Linked DNA regions of Macaca mulatta: region 2 is linked to region 1. A link is a contact called in public Hi-C data. All regions are on one chromosome and are shown on one strand. The core of a region is the stretch at or near the end of the contact, and the rest is flanking DNA. Distances in the headings are between cores, read along the strand shown.

Region 1 (6,903 bases), core at 1,225-3,724:
AGGTGCTAAAAGACATCAATCTCAAATGTTTCCTAGCTATAAAGCTCTTCCAGCAGACTCCTTATGTTATATAAATGCTCATTTAATTTTCTTGCCACCAGACTGTAAGTACAGGGGCTGGGCCTTGTTGAATTTTTTATTCTTAGCGTGTAGCAAGTGCCTAGAACATTTCAGGTTCCCAAGAAATGTTAAGCCAGTGAAGAAAGGAATTTTATCTTCATATGTTCTTTTTCTGAATATAGCTTTATGGATATAGAATTTGCATACCATACAATTTACCCTGGTAAAGTGTACTCTACGGTGGTTTTTAATATATTCGGAGTTGTGCACTCATCATTACAATTTTAGAACATTTTCATCAACCCCAGAAAGAAACTCCATACCCAGTAATAGTCAGTCTACATTTCCCTTCCACCTACCCCTCCTTGGCCTTAGGCAACACTAATATATTTCTCTCTCTGTAGTGCTTCTCCTGGACATTTCATATAAACGGAATCTACAATATGTGGTATTTTGTGACAGGCCTTTTTCATATTGAATAATGTTGTCAAGGTTACTCTGTGTTGTAGCATGTATCAGTATTTCATCCTTCCCTTATTTTGGCTGAATAAATATTCCATTACACGGATATACCATGCTTTATCCATTCATCAGTTGATGGGATAGAAGATCTTTTTAAGAATGAAATGTTTATCCAAAAGAAAGCATAAAAAACACCATTACATCAGTATGGACTGGTGTATGGAACACAAGGCAAATATACTTTTATGTGGAAAGGGGGAAACAAGAGCCAGAATGAGTTATTCTCCATTCCTCACCCCTTTTACCTCTTCTCTCACCTAACCCTCAAAGAGGAAATCTGGGAGGCGAAGCAAGGACTCTCCAAAAGGCAATGGTCTCACTGCTTAGTGGGCCCTTCCCAGTCCCATCAGCCTGGTGTGGTTTATGTAAACCTCAAGACGAGTCAGACACAACCTTCTAGAAGCCTGCCCTGATCTCTCAGGCAGTTTTTCGTTCTATTTTCATATTCCCAGAGACCAGCGTACTTAGATTCATTTGCATTTTTCTCATTGTATTGCAATGGTGAGGAAAGAGCATCAGACAGTCCTAAATAGTTCCACCACTTACCACCTGCTGACCATGGAGGAGTCACCTACTTACCGGCTGCAGGGTTGTTGTGAAACTTAAATAAGGTAAAATAGGGGAAATTATTGTGATACAGTAGAGTGGAAGGGACTTAAAAATCATTTAGTCTACTTGACACTTCTTCTGAGACTGTATTTTATGCATATAAAATCTCAAGGCATTTACTTGAAAAAAATCTTTTTTTTTTTTAAAGAGACGGAATCTCGCTCTGTAGCCCAGGCTGTAGTGCAGTGGCGCGATCTCGGCTCACTGCAAGCTCCGCCTTCCAAGTTCATGCCATTCTCCTGCCTCAGCCTCCCGAGTAGCTGGGACTACAGGCGCCCGCCATCACGTCCGTCTAAATTTTTTGGTATTTTTAGTAGAGACGGGGTTTCGCCGTGTTAGCCAGGATGGTCTCTATCTCCTGACCTCGTGATCCGCCCGCCTCGGCCTCCCAAAATGCTGGGATTACAGGCGTGAGCCACCGCGTCTGGCCTACTTGAAATTTCTTGACGCAAACAACGTAATATAAAATGAGTTGCAAAGTTCGGAGAACTCCAGAGCCAGCTAACTCCTTGATGGCATTGCATTGCTAGGTCTACTTCCTTGCCCTGGTAAAAGTGGCAGTTTCCTTTCTGGATTACTCCCTCCTCACCTTTTGTTAGTTTCAGAGTGACGTGTTGATAACTGTCAAGGTCCCCAGAAAGCGCCTAGCCAAAAAGGTTCTTCACTTCTCTTTAAAGATGTGCACTCCCTAATACGTGAATCAGCACTTTCTATTTCTTAATTTTTCTCTCATTTCCAGCTGCTGCCTTCACCGCCTTCTGGTATTTTTTTGTTTGATCGTCCACTGCTAAACTCCCAGCTCTTCAGAATTAAAAATGAACTTTGCATCCACGCTGTTGTGGGTTCGAATCCTGGGTCTATCTAGCGTCTTTTTCTCCATCTGTAAAACGGGGTTAAAAATATCTTGTTTGTAAAGTTGTTCTCACATGTGGGTATTGAAGCGCTTAATAGCGTGGGTGGTGTTTGCAAGGCGACACAACAGGAAAGGGCTTACCCTTTTCGGCAGTTCTGGCTTCAAGGAGGTCAGGCCCTTTAAGGTGGCGTCGCCCTAAGTCGCAGGAGGGTGTCTCTCCGCCCCTCCCTCGGGCCGGGGGCGGGGCCTCCTAACCCGGAACTGACGGTCGGGCGTAGCCGGCACCGCCCATCTGCATCCCGGAAGGAGCGAGCTTGCGGCGCGTGAACCAGTGAGTGAAAGCGGCGCCGCCCGCCGGCCGCAGGTGCGGCAAAGCCAGTGTCATCTGCAGGTTCTCTTAGGGCTCCCGGAAAGAAGGAGGGCGAGCCGGGTGCATTCGCGCCGCGCCTCCTTGCGTTTCTGTTCCCCAAATAGGGCCTCTCCCCCCGCCGCCCAGGCCCCTGCGTGGGCTGGACGCGTCAGCCCCACACATTAGCCTCGCTGCGCCGCCCAGACTCTGCCTTGCCTCCCCGTCCCGGTCCCTGGCCCCTGCCCTGTCGCCCGCCGCCGGAGCGGTGACCGCCCGGCCCGCCGTTCTTCTGCTGCCACCGCTGCCGGCATCATGGGCAGTGAGCAGAGCTCCGAGGCCGAGAGCCGACCCAACGATCTGAACTCCTCAGGTCGGTGTCCTAACCCACCCCCCCTCCAGCCCGCCCTGTCTGCTTGCAGAGCGGGCTGCCTCCCAGACTAGTGGGGTCTGGGACTGCGGACGGGAACGCACAGAAAAATCCCTCACCATGTTACTAGGGGGAAAAAAAAAAGTCACCATCTGTCCTGGCCTCGATTCCCCTGATGGAAGTGCCTGTGACTGCAAGCTAAGCCAGCGTGGGCGCCGGTGCCCATTATTTATTTTCAAAACAGCCGTTTCTCCCAGCTACAGCCTACTGTTTAAAAGACGACCTAATTAATTTTTGGCTCAGTGCTCATGGCTGATGTAGTGAGATTTGGCTCACACGGTGGATAGATTATAGGACCTCTAAGAACAGGCTGTTTCTTAAAAACGGGTGTTAGAGGTTCCTTTTCTGAAGGGATATGTGATAGGTGTCCACTTATTTGAACTCTTGAGTGCAGAGGTCTCCGAAACAGCTTTTTCTTCTCAGAAGGTGTCTTGGTCCTTTTCTAATCTTACAGAGGTTGACCAGACAGCAGGCTCTGGTGTTTTCCATTGTTGTTCCCTGTCCATGAATTTTAGATTCCTCTAAGCGTTTGAGACAAGAATGGGAGGATTATTGTGTTTGCGATACAGTGAGTGTTCAATACATAAAACAGCTGATGTTTAATTGAGGACCATTTGCTGCTTTTTTTGTTACCCACGCAGGCCAGGACAGCTGGGAGTGCTTTGGCTAAGCTCCGGGGTTCCTAATGCAAATTGGTTAATCCGGGTCCTAAAAAGAGTCCCCGATTTTAGAAGTTCTCTGTTCTTGATAGGATTTGTAATTCATAAATAGGCAAGCTAATAGATCTAAGGGTGTTTCACTTTGAAGTGTGACCTTCAAGACTAGTTCAGACCTACATTCTGGGGGACTGGATTGGGGCAGCTTTGAATGGTGGGCAGCGTCTATTAGCTTTGCTACGTTTTTCTATTTCCTTGGAAGGCCCAGAGTGTCATATTTGTTGTAAGAAATATAATCATTGTGACATCTGACATTCTTGCCTCTATGGCAGGGCAGAAACATATTTTGGGGGGAAGCGGTGTGGCATCTTTTTAATATGCTTGCTTGCCCATGAACCAGCAGCATTTGCGCATTTCCGGTGTTAGAATTTGCCTATTCCCCCGGGCGCGGTGGCTCCAGCCTGTAATCCCAGCACTTTGGGAGGCCGAGACGGGCGGATCAGGAGGTCAGGAGATCGAGACCATCCTGGCTAACACGGTGAAACCCCGTCTCTACTAAAAAATACAAAAAACTAGCCGGGTGAGGTGGCAGGCGCCTGTAGTCCCAGCTACTCAGGAGGCTGAGGCGGGAGAATGGCGTAAACCCGGGAGGCGGAGCTTGCAGTGAGCTGAGATCCAGCCACTGCACTCCAGCCTGGGCCACAGAGCGAGACTCCGTCTCAAAAAAAAAAAAAAAAAAAAAAAAGAATTTGCCTATTCCCCTGTGCCAAGTACTTTACATACATTTACATAGAATTTTTGCAGTAATCCCATTTTACAGATAAGGTAGTAGAGGCTAGCTGGAATGTTTCGAACTCCCCTTTGCTCTGGCATCTGGGGAAGGAGGAATCACAATTTATTGCAGGAAAGATTTCTGGCATGGCTTTTGTAAAATGCTAGGTAAATTACCAAAACAGGTAAAGAAATATTTCTTGAAAAGAAATAAAAGCAGCAGAGATTTTTCTAAAAAAGGGAATGCCAAGCTTCTGGGGACGAGCTTCTAGGAGACAGAGCAGTTCTATGGCATCCCTGGATTAACCTTTGAGATATGACTATAATGAGCCTGCGAATATTACCTTCTAGAGCATAAAACACTTTTAAAGATTCATTCATGCCCCAGTCTGGAAGATATTTGGGGGAGAGGATGATTTCTTGGTCCAGGGAGTCCTTTATAATATGAATCACTTCCCTCCAAATGGATTACTTTCTCCCAAGGAACCTGAATTGATCTCCTCCTTTGTCCTCCAAATTTCTGATTTTTGCCTCAGCCTAGAATGGACTTACTGGCTATTTTTGCCCTGGACTAATGCTATAATTTTAAGAATGAGGGGGCTGAAGTCCTAGCTACTCAGGACGCCCAGGTGGGAGGATTGCTGGAGTCCAGGAGTTTAAATAATAAACTTTTTTTTGGGGGGGGGCGGACAGAGTCTCACTGTTGCCTAGGCTGGAGTGCAATGGCATGATCCTGGCTCACTGCAACCTCTGCCTCTCGGGTTCAAGCAATTTTCATGCCTCAGCCTCCTGAGTGGCTGGGATTACAGGGACCTCACGCCTGGATAATTTTTGTGTTTTTAGTCGAGATAAGGTTTTACCATGTTGGACAGGCTAATCTCGAACTCCTGACCTCAAGTGATCCACCTGCCTTGGCCTCCCAAAGTGCTGGGATTACAGGCGTGAGCCACCGTGCCCAGCCACATTGACTTAAAAAAAAAAAAAAAAAAAGAGGCTGAAGCCTCTGGAATAGGCCAGTCATTTGGGGGTTGAGACCAGGGTGTTTTCCTGGACTTAACATAGCTGGCTTGATGTGGTAGGGTGGATAGACAGCTTTGCAACTCCAGTGTCGCGGAGATGGGCCTTGTGTACCAGTAACTTAGAGACCTCTAATTCCTTTCCTAACTTTCTAGCACTGCTGACTTTGGGCAAGTCCCAGTTAAATTTTGTACCCTTTATTTCTCGTTTTAGAAATAGGGATATATATATATGTCAAGATATCAGGATAATTAAAGAAGGAGAAAATGAAAACAATCTGCCTATACTTTTATGTGCTGAAAAAGAAAACGTTTAGTTACGAAAGAAGTTTATTCATGTTATATAATCCCGTAATGGGCCAGGTGCGGTGGCTCACACCCGTAATCCCAGCACTTTGGGAGGCCAAGGCGGTTGTATCACGAGGTCAGGAGTTTGAGACCAGCCTGGCCAATATGGTGAAACCCCACCTCTACTAAAAATACAAAAATTAATCGGGTGTGGTGGCATGTGCCTATAGTCCCAGCTACTCAGGAAGCTGAGGCAGGAGAATTACTCGAACCCAGGAGGCGGAGGTTGCAGTAAGCGGCGATTGCACCACTGTACTCCAGCCTGGCAACAGAGTGAGGCTCTGCATCAAAATAAAATAAATTCCTGTAATGTCTGAGGGTTTTCGTTGTTGTTGTTGTTTTGTTTTGTTTTTTGAGACTGTCGTTCTCTTACCCATGAAGTGGTGTGATTATGGCTCACTGCGGTCTTGACCTCCTGGGCTCAAGTGATCCATCCCAGCTTCCTGAGTCGCTGGAACTATAGTGTGCACCACCACATCTGACTAATTAAAAGAATTTTTTTTTTTTTTTTTTTTTTGTAGAGACAGGGTCTCACTATGGTTGGTCTTGAACTCCTGGACGCTGGTGATCCTCCTACCTCAGCCTCTCAAAGTGCTGAGATTACAGGCATGAGCCACCACGCCCAGCCCGAGGTGGTGTTTTTTTTTTTTTTCCCGCAACAGAGTCTCGCTCTGTTGCCCAGGCTCGAGTGCAGTGGCGTGATCTTACCACACCCCAACCTCTGCCTCTTGGGCTCAAATGATTCTCCTGCCTTAGCCTCCTGAGTAGCTGGAATTACAGGCACCCGCCACCATGCCCTGTTAATTTTTGTATTTTTAGTAGAGACAGGGTTTCGCCATGTTGGCCAGGCTGGTCTCAAACTCCTCACCTTAGGTGATCTGCTCGCCTTGGCCTCCCAAAGTGCTAAGATCACAGGCATGAGCCACCGTGCCTGGCTCCAGCCTGAGTTTTTAAAAATACTATAGAAAATAGTTTCTATAATTCATCCCCGCCACCCCAACCCCAACTGCAAGATAGCTACATTGTATAAAATTATTGTTTTTAATCACTACACCGAAAACTGCCTTGGTGAGGCAGAGGTGCCTAACTAATACGCATCTCCTAAGCAGTGTAACTTTATTTTCAGTGACTCCTTCACCAGCCAAGCATAGAGCCAAGATGGATGATATTGTGGTTGTAGCTCAGGGCTCCCAGGCCTCACGGAACGTCAGCAACGATCCCGATGTCATCAAGTTGCAAGAGATTCCAACCTTCCAGCCCCTTCTGAAAGGTAAAGGATTGCATTTTGTTTT
Region 2 (6,903 bases), core at 3,179-5,678, 370 kb after region 1:
AAGATGTAATGTCCCTTTCAGTGACGGCTGATACTTCATTTAAAAAATCACAAAAATTTGAACACTGGCTAAAGATAATTGCTATTGTTTATTCTCATTTGGGAGATCTGGTGATCTCCCAAGTTTGTTAAATAGCTGCATATGGCTTTTTTAAAAAAGCAACAAAAACCTATCCTCAGTGCCCTCCCCAATCTCTCTTAAAGTTGGAATTTACCAGTTAATCAGCAGAATGGTAATCACTCCAGGTAGTTTGGGGCAAAAATCCGAAGTGCTTGGGAGTTTTCAATGTTAAGAATTGACCATCTGCTTTTATTAAATTTGTTGACAAAATTTCTTCATTTTCTTTTCACTTTGGGCTGTGTAAACACAGTCCAAATAATTCTAAATCCATCGATATTTTTAAAGATCTGTAAGTAACTTCACATTAAAAAATGAAATATTTTTAATTTAAAGCTTCTTTGTCCATTTATCCAAAGGAAGGTGTTATTTTTAAAGGAAGGTTCATGTAGAGAAAAGCACACTTGTAGGATAAGTGAAATGGATACTACATCTTTAAACAGTATTTCATTGCCTGTGTATGGAAAACCTTTTGAAGTGTACCTGTGTACATAACTCTGTAAAAACACTGAAAAATTATACTAACTTATTTATGTTAAAAGATTTTTTTTAATCTAGACAATATACAAGCCAAAGTGGCATGTTTTGTGCATTTGTAAATGCTGTATTGGGTAGAATAGGTTTTTCCCCTCTTTTGTTAAATAATATGGCTATGCTTAAAAGATTGCATACTGAGCCAAGTATAATTTTTTGTAATGTGTGAAAAAGATGCCAATTATTGTTATACATTAAGCAGTCAATAAAGAAAACTTCCATAGCTATTCATTGAGTCAAATTGTAATGTGCTTTACCAAACGAGGTATTTGACTTGGCATTCTAGTCATGTTTAAACAAATGTAAATGTGAAATGGCAAATATCTAGGTAATTCAGGCCCACAACTCAGATGGTGTTTTATGTAGTCTGAATGTAGTTAGCAGTTAGTATTTTCCACCTAGCTCTGTGTGGGTGGACAAAACTTTAGAAGGTGAAAATGGAAAAGCTACATTTTCATATGAATAAGGTTGTCAAAGTCTGCATTAGTAAAAATATTTATGTCTTCTAGGATATGAATGTGTCAGAACCAAAAAATCCTTACATAAGTGTAGACTGACACACATGCAGGATTGAAAATGAAAGTAACATGGTGACTTCTCTAAATTCTTTATTTACACATGAGAAGTGTGAGGAATTAAAGCAGTTGTTTGGACCATCTAATGTATAAATCTTGTTTAAAATATTCAAACATATGGGCCCTCAAGAAATTGGTGTGCACTCTAGGTAGCTATTTTTGAAATTTAACTGGTCATATAAAAATTATTTTAATTTCCAAATACCCTTGTTATAATCTACACAACCAAAAACTGGCTAATGTAAGTAACCAAATCTGAGAGTTTTGAGTCTCCATAGCCATACAGCAGATATATGTTTTTTACCTAAGGAAAAAAGTGTAAGACGATATTTTAAAGTCAGATAACTAAAATGATTCCTGTAATTCCACATTCTCAAAAGAAAATGTGTTTAAGGTGTAATAGTAAATTATTCTAGGACTTACTCTAGTAAGTGGGTAAATCGTAAAAATCTAAATTTGGGTTAAATTGTTTCGCTCAAATATCTACATTTCCATTATCGTACCCCAAAAGGAGCTCTCAAAGAATAGTTTGAACAGTTTTTGACCCGAAGATTTTTTTTTTTTTTTTTTTTTTTTTGAGCAGGTTGGACTCTTCGGCTCCCTGGAAGGGAAAAATAGGTCCTTTAGTGGCTGGGCTACGTCTTTCAAGTAGGTATTATTTTAATGAAAGACTAGAGGTGTTTTGTCATTTTGTTTGAAACTCCATCCAAGAGTGTTTTTCGAAAACAGACTGAGGGAGCAAGAAAAACAATTCGAAATAGGGAGGAAGGAGTGGAGGGTCAGAAAATAATGAAATTAAAGTTCCTCTGAGTAAAAGAAGATAATTCAGAAAGTGTCTCTAACAGAGGAAAAAATATCGCCTGGATTGCTGCAGGCACCCCAGTCTCCTTTCCTAAAGAGGTCTCTTTAAAGATAATTTTGAGCGATTGCGTTTTAGTTGTGCGGGCCAGGGAGAAGTGGATGCTCGCCGCGCCAGGCACGTCCACAGGAACGCAGCCCCGAGTCACCGTGTCCTTCGTCCTTTACCCGCCTGTGTCAAGCAAGCCTCCAAAAGTGACCCGCAGTTCAGCTCGTCCTTCTCCGCGAACGTCCCTTTGCGGGGATGCGGCCGCCGGTGCCCGCCACCCCTGGCCCCGCTACCAAGCCACTGCGCCGTCGTCTCCCCAAACTGCCCCGCAGTTCCGCGCCCGCCCGCCACGGCAGTTGCGGGGTCAGGCTGGCTGGTGCCTTGGGACGAAAAGGCCATCAAGTCTTGCTCCCCCATCTGTAACGTGCAGCCCCCGCACTGTCCCCGTCGTCGCGCGCAGTTCCCGCGCCCGGGCGGCCGCGCCTCCGCCGCGCAGCCGGGCTGGGCGGTTTCTCAGAAACTTTCCTCCCTCATCCTCTCCTCTGCGCTGAGAAAGCGGCGAAAGCCCCCACTCCTCTCCGCAGACAGACTCTCCACCTGAATTACTGGCTGCCTCCGCGGCTGTGGGGATATTGGAGCTAAGGAGAGAGCCTTCCCGAGTTCGCGGACCCTCCGGCGCTGCAGCCCGCTCCCACCCCTACACTGGGCTCCAATGATCCGCAGCCCCGCGCATTTCGAAAGCCCGCCCGGCTCGCCGGCGCCCGGGGAGGGTCACAGAGGCGCGCGGCCCGGGCCCAACGCCACGGCCGCCCGCGTGGGTCGCCTCCGCCCTCACCCCAGCTCGGCAACGTCCCCCCATCGCATCCCCGGCCGCCTGGCGCGGGGGCCTGGGACAGGGAAGAACTGGGAAATGTGGGTTTGGGGGCGTGTTTGGGGGACTCCGGGAGCGTGGGCTTCACAAGCGGGGAGCGGGGCGAGAGGCCTCTCAGGCCGGGGTGCTCCGGCCTCAGGGAGCGACTTTCCCGGAGGCCGGGGGACTCTGCCTTCGCCATTTCATTATCATCACAGCGCCCACACTTGCTCTTCTCTCAAGCTCTTTGCACCGAAAAAGTAATTCTAAATCTCCTCTAGGATCTTCTGTCTGTTCAGAGTATGAATTTCTTTTTAAAACTTGCTGTGTCTTTCACCTGGGCCACACCCTACGTCCACCCACCCCCTCTCCGCCAAAAGGGAGGTAAAAAATCCTGCGGGCCCAGCTGGGGGTGGGGAAGGGGCCCACAGTCCCGTTGGAAAACCTCAGCAGCCACCTCCGGGATCGGGGCTGGCCTGGGGGCTGGGGTGGGGTGGGGTGGGGTCCGCCGCAGGCCGACCCCGCAGAACCGAAAGTGCAGAGTTGACACGTATGCCCCAGCCCCTCTGCGGCCGCCCGCGCGCCCGGCCTGTCACGCGTGGGGACACACAGAGCGGCAGACATCGGAGCAAGCAGTACAAAAAGAAATCAAGGCGTTGGGCGCGAAACCTCGACGCGCCTCTAAAGGAACGTTGAGAAAAGGCTGGGAGCAGGGCGCGCGGCCGGGGTATTGCATCATTGCGGCTCCCCCTCCAGAAAACGGGCTCCGAACCACGGCGACCATCATGGCGCTGGCGCCGGGCTGCGCTCCCCGCGCGCCTTCCCCGCGCTCCAGCCGCGGCTCGGGAGCCTCGGACGCGCATTTCGCAAACATTCTCGCCCTCTCCCGAGCGCCTGCCCCCACCCCCTCCTTCTTTCTGTGTGTGTGTGCGTACGTGTGTGCCTGTGTGCGCGCGCGTATTTGTGTGTAGGGAGAACTTGCAGATGATTTTTTTTTCCCTCCCGTGCTGCTGGTTGTAAACTTGATTGGCATTGGCTGCGCCCACTGACCCCGACGCCGAGTCCGCTGAAGATTTAAGGTGGATCCAAGAGGCTGCAGCTTCAGGCTCAGTCTCGCGCTCTAGTTGGTTTGGGAGGAGGAAAAAAAAAAAAAAAAAAAAAAAAAGCCCCGAACTGGTCGCCCGCCGCGTTTGCCGAATCCCCCCCCGGGTCCCATTCCCCGCGCCCGCCCGGGGCCCCCTCCCCGCCTCGCGCGCCGCGCGCGGCCTCCGCCCACCTCCCACTTCTTCCCCATTGGCCGGCGCGTGCAGTTTGAATTTTTTTTTTTTTTTTTTTTTGGATGCTTGTTTTCTTGTAAAAAATACAGTTCCCCAGATCGTGTGACGAAACCTGCTTCGGCGGCCCGAGGTGGGGATTTTGAATCGGTTCGTGGAGGCAGAGGGAGGAGGATGGGCGGAGCTTCTGTTCCAAAATTTTCCCCTAAGTGCGGTTGACAGTGTGCAGGCAGGCGGGGGTGCGCGGGGCGGTCAGCGATCTGCAGCTTCGCAGGGACAGAGATGTAACCGAACTCGTTCACGGATGTTCCGCGCGCAGTGTCACCGCCTGCGGGCCAGGGGTGCTCGGAAGGCACGGGCAGGAGCCTGGCGAGGATGCACCTTCCCCAGCCTTGGAAAGGTAGAACTGGGGAGTGCGGGAGGGTGAAGGTGGCCCGGAAAAGAACACCTCTTCGCAACCAAAAAAAAAAAAAAAAATGAGAGAGAGGAAATAGAGGAAAAATGTGTTATTTCAACCGCCACTCAGAACCCATCATAATTCAGCCAGTCGGTGTCATTTTTATTGAATTAAATTTTTAAAAAGTTTTCTTTGATTTCCAGAGCGTTTTTGCGGGAGGAATATGTTAAAACAAACTCAAGACAGGAAATGAGACTTTTGAAGTGCCTTTGATTTCTGGGTCCGGAAATTCTTTTGATAAAGCATGTGTACGTTAAGATTTAGGATGACTTTTTTTTTTTTTTTTTTTTGTAATACGAGTCTAATGGAAATGACTTTCTTTATGAATTAGAACCCAATTATGTTTTACTCTGTGAACATTTTTAAAGTTTATAATAAGTCAAATGATTCTCCCAATCACTATGTCCATATTAGTGAAATTCTATCTCCATATTAGCGAAATTTGCATAGATACACACCTTTTTCTTTTTCTCTTTTAGTCTTGCTGTAGTGTACCGGACGATGTTAACCAGATATCCAGCACTAGCCTTCTAACAGTTCCTAACTCAGTGGTGTCATTTTTTAGTTCTTAACTCCCCCAATCCTTCTTAGCCTAACAAACCTCTTAATTAAGGTCCATGAAAGACCATAAACCAACCTGATAATGCCTTTAGCAAGGGTGTGTTCACTTAATCTCTAATCCCACATCATAAAGGTCTGCTAGTCACTCCTGACCTCCAAGAACCCACCTAACCAGGGTGGACACTGTAAGAAAACATACGTGCCTTAATGGAATGAGAACTTTTTTGAGTTGAAGACACTCTAGCCTCAGGAAACAGTGAGCTCACCATCCCTGGAGTGTGAGTCAAGGACTAGTCTTGGATGGCTCCGTGATAGGAACGTTGTGGACAAGATGCAAATATCAAATAGTATTTGGACTAGTGATTTCAAAGTCTGTTCCAGACCCCTGAGAAACTGTATTTCCAACCTTGGCATTTCTGGATTTCCACTAAATTAAGCTACTTTCCTTGCTCATTAGCATCTTGTAGAGCTGCTTGGGTATTTGAGCACTTGAATGTAGCTAGTCCAAATTGAGATGTGCTATATGACATAAACACCATGTTTCCAAGAATTAGTATGAAAAGAAAATGTTAAATATTTCATTAATAATTTTAATATTGATTACCTATTGAAATAATATTTTGTTATATTGGACTAAATAAAATATTAAAATGAATTTCATCTGTTCCATTTTGCTTTTTTAGTGGAGTTACTAGACAATTGACAGATGTGGCTCAAATTATATTTCTATTGGACATTACTCTTCAAGACTAACACCTGTGGTAACTTGAGGCCCCATCTGTGGTGGGGTGACTATTTTTAAGAGTGGTGACTATTAATACTGAGGAGTAGGTGGTCACTTCCAGCTGCCATCCTAACTTCTCAAATTAAAGTGAGACCCTAACTCAGCCTCTGAAAGCTTTATTATTTATTTATTTATTCTTCTTATTATTTTTTTTAAAAGATGGAGTCTCCCTGTCATCCAGGCTGGAGTGCAGTGGTGTGGTCATGTCTCACTGCAACCTCCAAATCCTGGGCTCATGCATTCCTCCCACCTCGGCCTCCAGAATCACTGCAATTACATGTGTGCTCTGAAACCTTTTTTTTTTTTTTTTTAACTTTGTAGAAAGAGTCTTGCTATGTTGCCCAGGCTGGTCTCGAACTCCTGGCCTCAAATGATTCTCCTGCCTTGGCCTCCCAAAGTGCTGAGATGACAGGCATGAGCCACCACACCTAGCATCTCTGAAACCTTTCAATAGAATTCTGCCAACATCTAACACCTACTGTTTAATCTTTAATTAATTAATTAATTAATTTATTTATTTTTCTTTTAAAGATGGGTCTCACTCTGTCACCCAGGCTGGAGTGCAGTGGGCATGAGCATGGCTCACTGCAGCCTCAAGCTCCTGGGCTCAGGAAATCCTCTACTTCAGCCTCCCATGTAGCTGGGACTACAGATGTGTGCTACCACCTCTAGCAGTTTTTTTACTTTTGTAGAGGTGAGGTCTTGCTATGTTGACCAGGCTGGTATTGAATGCCTGACTTCAAGCAATCCTCATACCTTACCTCCCAAAGTGGTGGGATTACAGGTGTGAGCCACTGAGCCCAGCCTGTTTAATCTTTAACACTTAATGTAGGGTTCGAGCCCAGACTATGGGAATATAGTATAGATATGTCTGATGAACTCAGACTTGGTCACCACAGCTTTT

The links. Hi-C and Micro-C count contacts between places; a contact is called where the count stands out from the background.
Region 2: a Hi-C map of fetal cortex germinal zone shows a contact between it and region 1, with 4 times the contacts expected there. The contact joins the enhancer-like site here to the promoter of BORCS5 in region 1. A contact is called at or near these places in 3 of 14 Hi-C or Micro-C datasets (CD4 T cells, cortical neurons and fetal cortex germinal zone).

The regions. Positions count from the first base shown.
Region 1 is chr11:14,778,625-14,785,527 of T2T-MMU8v2.0, forward strand. BORCS5 (BLOC-1 related complex subunit 5) reads left to right here and starts at 2,475. Exons shown (of 4, transcript NM_001261647.1): 1 at 2,475-2,763; 2 at 6,738-6,881. The coding sequence starts at 2,706. It also overlaps a transcript of MANSC1 not described here.
Region 2 is chr11:15,143,938-15,150,840 of T2T-MMU8v2.0, forward strand. It overlaps a transcript of CDKN1B not described here. Among named protein-coding and RNA genes, the nearest start is that of CDKN1B, 7.6 kb to the left of the region's middle. Within about 2 kb of position 4,429, at least 38 of the 40 cell types and tissues checked have an H3K27ac peak or open chromatin away from gene starts, as enhancers often do. A contact at or near this core is called in CD4 T cells and fetal cortex germinal zone, where this site is marked.